Regions from separate parts of the Rattus norvegicus genome. Here region 1 is linked to region 2. Evidence: chromatin contacts called from public Hi-C data. All regions are on one chromosome and are shown on one strand. The core of a region is the stretch at or near the end of the contact, and the rest is flanking DNA. Distances in the headings are between cores, read along the strand shown.

Region 1 (4,365 bases), core at 1,753-4,252, 370 kb after region 2:
CTTTTTTTTTCTTTTCTTTTTTTTTTTTTTTTTTCCGGAGCTGGGGACGGAACCCAGGGCCTTGCGCTTGCTAGGCAAGCGCTCTACCACTGAGCTAAATCCACAACCTTGATCTGAGCCTTTCTTTGAGAGAATTTTAAGCTCAAAAAACACATCCTTGATTGACATTACTCAACCAGAAGCAGAACTTACAGAAACCAAAAGGCAAGGTTAGTACATTTAGGGACCTTCCCAGAACTGTGGCCTGTGATGGAGTGGGCCTTCGCTCTCGTTTTGACAGTGGGGTGGCCCACTCATTGGGTTCCAAGGCCTGAGAGTACTTCCACCATGGCGTCAGCCTTGCTAAGGTCTGGGACCCTGTTACATCAACCCTGATGAAACAGGAGAAGTTGGGTGTCCTCTTTTGGATAATAATAAAAGAATTTAGAAATTGACTCAAACACAACCCAAGACATTTTACTAGAGTGAAAAAGAAACCCTCAGGGCAGGCAACTGTAAACACCCCAGCAACTGCCTGGAGGTGGAGAACGGAGGAGAGAAGTGAAGAGGCCATGGCAGTTCGCGTTGGTAAGAAGGTCAGGCACATGGCAGACACATGGTGGGAAGAGAGGCTTTAAAGAAGGAACCAAGGAAGCCCAAAATGTTGGTTGGTGGTAGGGGGTAGATGGGAGTGGGGGTTTGTGAGGGGGGTAGGGGATGGGGAGGAGTGGGGGTGTTGGGGAAGGTGTGCTTAACAAGACAGAGAAGAAAAGGAAGAAAAGTTATGATTTTCTGAATCGTGTTAAGAAGCCATTCAGAAATGTGGGAAGACTTATACCCTGAATGGCTGTGACCCATACAGTTTACCTCAGCCTACAAAATGCAGGGATCCTGGGAAGCAGATGTCCAGTCCATTGAAGGACAATGACCCTGCCTGTCTCTTCAACATATTTTAAGGCGAACCCACTTTTCTAGCAGTGGTTTTTTTTTTTTTTTTTTTGACCAAGTGGGCGACCAGGCCCATCTGTAATGTTAGATCTCCACTGAAGCCAGAGATTCTCTTTTCTTGACTTCTTGACTGAGGCTTTTTTTTTTACCCTAATATCCTCCTACAAGAGGTAACCCTAAAACCATTTAGGAATCAGATCAGAGCCCAAAACACTGGGCGAGGCTGTCAAGAGGCCGGAGGGCCTTTGCTGCCTTCAGGCCAAACAGAAGTGGTTCCTTTCCTTTGGCCCAGCCGACTGACCCCCAGCTGCCTAGCCAATCTCTACCATCCCATCTCAGCCTCACTGAAGCTGGCGTGAGGATTTCACACACTACGGACCCTTTATTTTACAGAACTTCTTTCTACTCTCTGCATCTTGCAGATTTCAAAATAAACAAGTTCAGAAACACTGATTCTTTGCCCAGGGTCCCAGCTAACAGAGTTGGGGAAGTTCCTAAGCCATCCTTTCGAGAGATGAACAGACTGGAAGAACTGCTCACAGGCAAAGCTACTTTTACACCTACAGAGAAGTGCTCCCACTGCCCTGGCAGAGGAACTGCAGGAAACTGGCTTTAAGGGGAAGCCTGGAAACCCCTGCTGCTTGAAGATTCCGTGTGTTTCTGTCCTGGCAGGTGGATGGAGGACAGGACCCTTCCGGACACAGCCTTGCTTCTGTTCCACAGCAGGAGAAAGCATAGCTCTGAATCCATGAAATCCAAGTCCGCTCTCAACCTTGCTGTGGAATTGCAGTATGGTCTGTTTCATGTTCCCTAAATTGTTTGCAACAGGCAGCTGTGCTGGGTCAGAATCTCACAGGGGATTCTGAGATTCCAGACAGGGTAGGGGCTGGGAAGAGTACAATTCACATATGTGGAGCATCTGAGGAATTTAGGGGCTAAATAGAGAAGTGTTTGGATGCAAGCTGCTAAAATTCCTGGACCTGCAAAAGGTTCAGGAACAATCTCCAGTCCACCCAGGTACCCGAGACAGACCTTTTACAGGTGTTCAGTTGGACCTCCCATCAGTTGTAAACACATTTTATCCCAACATCCCTTAGAGATTTCCACAGGTGAGAGATAAGAACTTAAGTCTTCTTGGCTTTGCCAACCCAGGATTCAAATAAATCCCGGCTCTTTGACCCAAATGTGCATTTTTTGACGACAGTATATGGCTCCTCATGAATGGATTGATTCTAAAGCTAATGAATATACAAAGACAGGCTTTTCTGCAACGTGTACCCCAACCACCTATGCTCGGGCAATCAGAATAGCTGAGTTCACCCACAAGGGAGGATAGACCAAATAGGACTTGGATTTGAACCAGTTACATGAATTAATTTTTGTCTTGGGGTTCTGACAGCAGAATAAACCAAAAAGCCCATAATCCCATGATGAAATTATATCGTTAAAACCCTTGGCAGCTCAGCTATTTTACATAAAATATATGCACGGCTTCTGAGAATTTCTCTCCTCCAGCAAACAGGGCAGGAAAAATATATTAATAATGGCCAGAGTCTCTGCTATCATGCGGGTATTTATGGGACTTTATTGCTAGGACCTGTGCTGGCTTGGAAGTGGAAGGTAAATTGTCTCTGTGGTGGGAAACAATACGCTGGACGCTCGACCATGCAAATGAGGGAACTCTAAAACCAGCAACTTCCAATCACACACACCACGGGGGCACGCCAACATTTCTGGCACGTCTCTCCCCAGAAGAGAGCCAGGCGCGTTCCACAGAATCTTCTCAGAGCCCACATCAAAGGCTATGTGAAGCTCTGTATTTGGGACTTCTGTTTTGCAGCCGGCTCCCTAACATGGGGTGGGGTCATCTAGGGCAAATAACAAAACATTTTCACCAAAACGCCATAGTTGGAATTCCCTCCTGGGCCTGGGCTCCTCCCATATACACCCGGAGCACACTTTTCCCAGCCCTGCAGTCCTCTGGGTCCTCGCCTGGTGGGTCCCCACCCTTCCACCTGCTGCACACCGCACTGCCCAGCCCAGGCATGAAAGAACTAGAGGGACTGAGCCCGCGACACACCCTGGCTATCTATAGAACATGCCTCTGGGGGTTCTGCTGACAAGTCACTCGAGATCCTCCTTGGGCTTTATTATGTCACAGGAACCCTGGTTGGAATGCTGAGGATTAAATTCCAAGCCCTTCCCTGTGGGCTGGGCTCCTAGCCAAACACCGGGTTACCATCCGGGCTCTCGGGCGCCCCCTACTGAACGTTTTTGCCTCTGTATCTAGCACCTGCCTGGCTTCAGAGAACCCAGTCCCATAACGGTGTTTTGCTCCCTTCACCTCAGGAACACCTTTGTATAGAGAGAGCACAGATCCAGCCTTCAGATCGGCTTTAATTTCCGTCTCTCCTTGTGAATTTGGGCAAGCTGCCAATCTCATTGAGCCTGATGGCCTCTACCCGAAGAATACCTGAACTCAACTATCTGAGAGAGGAAGGCTGGCCCTTGGTCAAGGCAAGAAAAGTGTAAAAATGTCTTAAATGGACTGCCCTACCGTACTCCTCGCCCATGATGTAGATTTATAGTAAGTGCCACACAGGTCTGCGGCGTTGAATAGGTGAATGAAGATGCACAAGACTTCAGTGGTTTCTAATGCGCAGAAGTCACCTATTGTACTTACGATCTTGCAGAGAGCAACCACTGACCCTATTTCAGCATACCAAAGTGAGTTACATAGTGCTTTGAAAACACCAGCAATATTGGCAACATCCGTTGCCATTTTACTAAGAGCTTCGTTCTCTCTCTCTCTCTCTCTCTCTCTCTCTCTCTCTCTCTCTCTCTCTCCCCCTCCACCCCCGTGTGTGTGTGTGTGTGTGTGTGTGTGTGTGTGCGCGCGCGCACGCGCACCACTGTGGAGACCGAGCTCATTTTCTTTTGTTACATTCCAGCCCTTACTGAATATTTTTTTTTCACATTTCTAATTTCAGAAACAACCCTGGGGAGCAAGTTCCTCTGCCCTTTAGGGGTGAACACCTTGAATTTTTGATGATTCACTTGAGCCCCAAGTCAAAGAGCTGTGAGTGACTGAAGCTATAGGCCTCTTCCTCAATGTCTGGAGTCACTCCTTGACATTTTACTTTGAGTGTGTGTGTGTGTGTGTGTGTGTGTGTATGTGTGTGTGTGGTGTGTGTGTGTGTATAGTGTGTGTGTGGTGTGTGTGGTGTGTGTGTGTGGCTTATGTGGTGTGTGTGTGTAGTGTGTGTGTGGTGTGTGTGTGTGTGTGTGTGTGGTTTATGTGGTGTGTGTGTGTGTGTAGTGTGTGTGGTGTGTGTGTGTGGTTTATGTGGTGTGTGTGTGTGTGTGTAGTGTGTGTGGTGTGTGTGTGTAGTGTGTGGTGTGTGTGTGGTGTGTGTGTGGTGTGTGTGTGGTGTGTGT
Region 2 (4,468 bases), core at 1,466-3,965:
TTCAGAGATTATCACTGAAATAACATTGTTTTAAGAATAAAGATCTCGGGGTTGGGGATTTAGCTCAGTGGTAGAGCGCTTGCCTAGCAAGCACAAGGCCCTGGGTTCGGTCCCCAGCTCCGAAAAAGAGAAAAAAAAAAGAATAAAGATCTCAATCTGTATAAAATTATATTGTGATATTAGCAAAATAGATAGTGATTATATCTGGAGATAGATACATTAGCAAAAGGGCTAAGGAGACATAATTCTAAGGGTTGGGACTACATGAACAAAACATCAGTCTTCCTCCAGAGAGTAAAGTGAGCGTCAAAGAACAGGCACAGACTGGGAGATGATAGCGTTTCTTCTGCAGGGTCTGGGGAGGCTGGTGGGACATAGACACGTTTCTTCTATCACTTGTAAACCCCCCTAGCCATAATAGTTTATAGATTTCCAGTGTCCTTATACTGTCTTTTCTCTGTCCTAACCCTGGATCTTTGTTGGGGACTAATGTTGTGCACTTACTGTCATGCATTTTGTAGAGCATGTCCTTGTTTAGAAGTGACATGTGACTGTGATCATGTGCCCTTCACAGATTATTTTATAAGAAAATAAGTGTATGTGTGTACCTGTATGTGGATGTATTTGGGTGTCTGTGCTATGTCCTCCCATGCAGAAGACAGAGGAAGACACTGGATGTCCTGTGTAGTCACCCCTTGCCTTATTTCCTTGAGATATAAGGCAGTCTCTTGGAGCTAGGGTAGAGGCTAGCAATCCCCAGGGATCTTCCTATCTCAGTTCCCTGCACAACAGTTACAGACTCACGGGGCCACACCCAGCTTTTTTGTGGGTGGTTACAAAGCTTCATACTCCAGTCCTCAGGTTTGAGCAGCAAGAACTCTGACGTTATCTAAGCCGTCTCCATTCCTGGGGTTAAGGACTGTTGTTGTATTCTATTATCATTTATCTTTTACACTATCACTGTAGTTGAACACACATAACATAAAAAGTAATGTTTTTACCTTCTCCATGTATATTCAGTGGCATTAAGTATACTCAGAATATTGCATAACAATTACCACTTTCCCTCTCTAGAACTCTCCCTTTCCCCCCCTGAAACTCTGTAGCAGTTAAATATACTCATCTCCACACCTTTGGGGACCACCCTTGTGCTTTCTGTCTGTGAACTGAACTGTCTCCACACACTGCATAAGTATTTGACTATATGTGGAGTTATGTGACGCCTGTCTCTTTGTAATGTGTGTGTTTCACTTAATGTGATAGCCTCAACCTTCAGTGATGTGTCAAGACTGGAATTGTCTTCTTGAAGGCAAAAACAGCATTCAGCTGTGTGTGTATAGCACTTTGCCTACTTGGGTTATTTCCATGTGATTGTTGAGAATAATGCTGCCACAATCATGGTACCTCTGGTCAAGTTCCTGCTTCTAAATCGCGTGAGTGTGTCCAGAAGTGGAAATGCTGAGTGACCTGTTGACTTTGTGTAAAGGTTTGTGGAGCTGTCATACCACTTTCCAGAGCAGTTACAGTGTTTCCATTGTATTGGGGCTTCCCTTTGTACTGCCACTGAGTTTGCATTTTAAACCACATTTCAAATTTGATATTAGAGAGAAAGACCTGGTTTAAGAACATAACGTCAGGATCGGGCTAGGAATATTTCTCATGTACAAACTGTCTTTTCTTTTCATTAGTCTGCTTATAGAGTAAGATTGATCATTCCACAGTGGGAGGGGTTGTGGGAAGAAGCCAGACAAGGTGGTTTTTTACCCTTAATCCTAGCACTTGCGAGTTAGAGGCAGGAAGATCACCAGTTCAAGGTCATTCCTGGCTGCAAGATAGAGGTCAGCCTAAGTGGTCAGTTAAGGAAATATTTGAGATTATGCTGCAGCTGATAGCTTGGTAACACTTTTAGGTAGAGTCTTCGCCTCCATAGTTTACATTGGGCATTAGGGAGCTGTTGAAAGTTCTTTAAAAGTAGATATTATCCCCTGGTCCTTCTCCGTGTTTTAGGAAGGGTACTGACAGATGTGTTGGAGGAATTAAGCACTAAGAATGTGCTCCATCCAACATGTCAGCTACCTCTGTGTCAGGGCCCTCGATAACGTGCACACACTGCCGTGGGTTCCTTAGAGCATGTTTGTGTTGAGAAGTGAATGCAACTGCGATCGCTGCCTATCATAATTTATTTTATAAATAATAAACAGTTTATGTGCCTCAGTCAGTCATGTGGCTATTATAATAGAATCAGGGACTGTTTGAGAATTACAGAGAAACTGAGATTGATAATCTCTAGTAAGATGATTCAAGGTTATTAATAGCGACAGAGAGGTGGGGTATGTTTACTGTCTTGGTAAGCGTGAGATAAAGAATAGTCTGCAAGGAAAGGGGAAAAGCACCCCGACAGACACTTGGAAAGAGCACCCACGGATACGGATGAGGTTGGACAAGCATGTTGTTTTTAACATGCATAAACACTCCTTAACTTTGAATCAACTCAAAGCATTCTTCAGACACTTACGGTGACATTTGAGAAAGGAAGATTTAAGAGAAGATAGAGTGTTGTGTGTTTTGAATTTTGTAGAACTCTTCACTTTCTAGGGGCACCTTGGCTGTTTAGTTGGAGTAATCCCAGGACCCTGCAGCCCAGCCGGCCCCATTCCTGTCTGCACTGCTCCCTTGCTGTGGGAGCTCACCAGCTGTTTGACTGGCAGGAGCAGGAGCGCTCACTTCAGGAGTTTATAATTCCTGGCTATTCTAGGACAGTTTGCACTTCACCAAGCCTCAGACAGGTCAGGACACTCGCAAAGAGAAGGTTGGAAGACAAAAGCAGCAGCAGGCCTTGGGTTCTCAGCCTTTTAAAACTACTGTAATTTTTTCAGTTTGGTGGTGAGTGTTTTAGTAATGTGCCTGTATTACATGTAGAGAGTGTTCACGAACCACGAGGAGTCTAAAATGTCAAAACCTGGAAAAGCTCCTGTGAACCATGACTTGGTTCCTGTTGATCTTAAAAGTGCAAAAGAGCCTCTGCCTCATCAGACTGTGATGAAGATATTTAGCATTAGCATCATTGCCCAGGGCCTGCCCTTTTGTCGGAGACGGGTAAGTCTGACATTTGAAAGCATGAACGTTTCTTTTAAGTGCTGTTTCTCTTCCGGTGAAGCACTGCTTCAGATCTCCTGTGTGTGTTTGTGAGGAAAGCTAGCAGTGCGTTGTGTAGCCAGGGAAAACTTGCACAGCAAGAGCGTTAGCGATGATCTGGAGCCTGACAGGGGTACCCACTCCACCTTTTGGTCTTGTCTGTTTTTCTTGAGATTAGAATCCTGTATACTTATCTCAAACTGGTAAATGTGAGAAAGATACCTCTTGAAATAGCTGATAAATATTAGGATCTCAATTTTGTGGCTTTTATTTTGGTGGAAAGCCAAAGCTGCCATTGGTATTCGCCTCGCATGTGGGAAATGCAGCATCTAGTGCTCTGAGATAGTTTATATGCAGCCACCCTGAACTAACTTTACAGAACTAGTGTTAATGTACAGTCAGCGTCAGAGCCAAGGGTGTTTTCAGTATGACTCACCGAAGCTGTGGTATTAGCAATTTGTGTTTCTTCACACTTAGCTGGTGCTGCCATTTTGAATTATTTGATAGTGATGTATTTATAGATATGAAATACGTTTATGATCCTGAACACAGTAGGCCCAAACACACAAGTGTGTCTGCGAGTCTGTGTGCCTATGCTGTCTGTCTGTCTGACTGTCTGTCTGTTTCTTTGAAAATAAACAAGAACTTGTTTGATCAGTGTTGTCTGTGTCTTGTAACTCTTACAGTTACTTTGTTTTAGCAGAAGGGGACAAGGAGAATAGTCCATAACAGGAGAAAACTAGTTTTGTCTATATACAGAGACATTTACTGGGACTTAAGTAAGCTTTGCAACTTCTGTCTAATTAGCTTAGTTCCTTTTGAGTGATTTCAACTTCTATCTGAAGTAAGTGGCAGCCATGTTGGAAGATTAAGTTAAAACAATGTCTTTTAAATTTTGAAACTAGGACCCAAAATGCTCTCTTGTCCTGTTTCTTCTCTTCTTCCTCTTCTACTTGTTCTGTCTTCATGGTTTCCTTGTCTTTCACCTGAACGTTTGAAAACTGCTGTGATGTGAGATCACTGCTCGCATTTGAGATTTTACAAGAGGCCTCTGACAGCTGTAGTGCCATTCGTAAAAGAAGTGATTAATTTACTCCTTCTGTAAAAGAAAATACCAACACAAATAAGTTTAAAAGACAAAAATTAGCAAACATAAAAACATGAGGCCTTTTTTACATTAAACAATTAAAGTATTAATAACCAAGTTAATTTTGTTCTCTTATTTATCTTGTTCTTATTTTGTAACGAACTTCTGGACTTTGTGTATTTGTTTAGAAACTACATAGATGCTGACCCTGTAGGAAGAATAAAGAGGACCTTGAGGTCCCGGCAC

What was found. Hi-C and Micro-C count contacts between places; a contact is called where the count stands out from the background.
Region 1: a contact with region 2 is called in a Hi-C map of psoas muscle, with 4 times the contacts expected there. The contact joins two enhancer-like sites. A contact is called at or near these places in 4 of 12 Hi-C or Micro-C datasets (the Rat2 cell line, kidney, liver and 1 more).

The regions. Positions count from the first base shown.
Region 1 is chr2:172,924,134-172,928,498 of GRCr8, forward strand. No RefSeq gene overlaps it. Among named protein-coding and RNA genes, the nearest start is that of Fdps-ps3, 170 kb to the right of the region's middle. Within about 2 kb of position 3,003, at least 11 of the 93 cell types and tissues checked have an H3K27ac peak or open chromatin away from gene starts, as enhancers often do.
Region 2 is chr2:172,552,921-172,557,388 of GRCr8, forward strand. All of the region lies in intron 4 of Fbxw7 (F-box and WD repeat domain containing 7), which reads left to right. Among named protein-coding and RNA genes, the nearest start is that of Dear, 43 kb to the right of the region's middle. Within about 2 kb of position 2,716, at least 7 of the 93 cell types and tissues checked have an H3K27ac peak or open chromatin away from gene starts, as enhancers often do.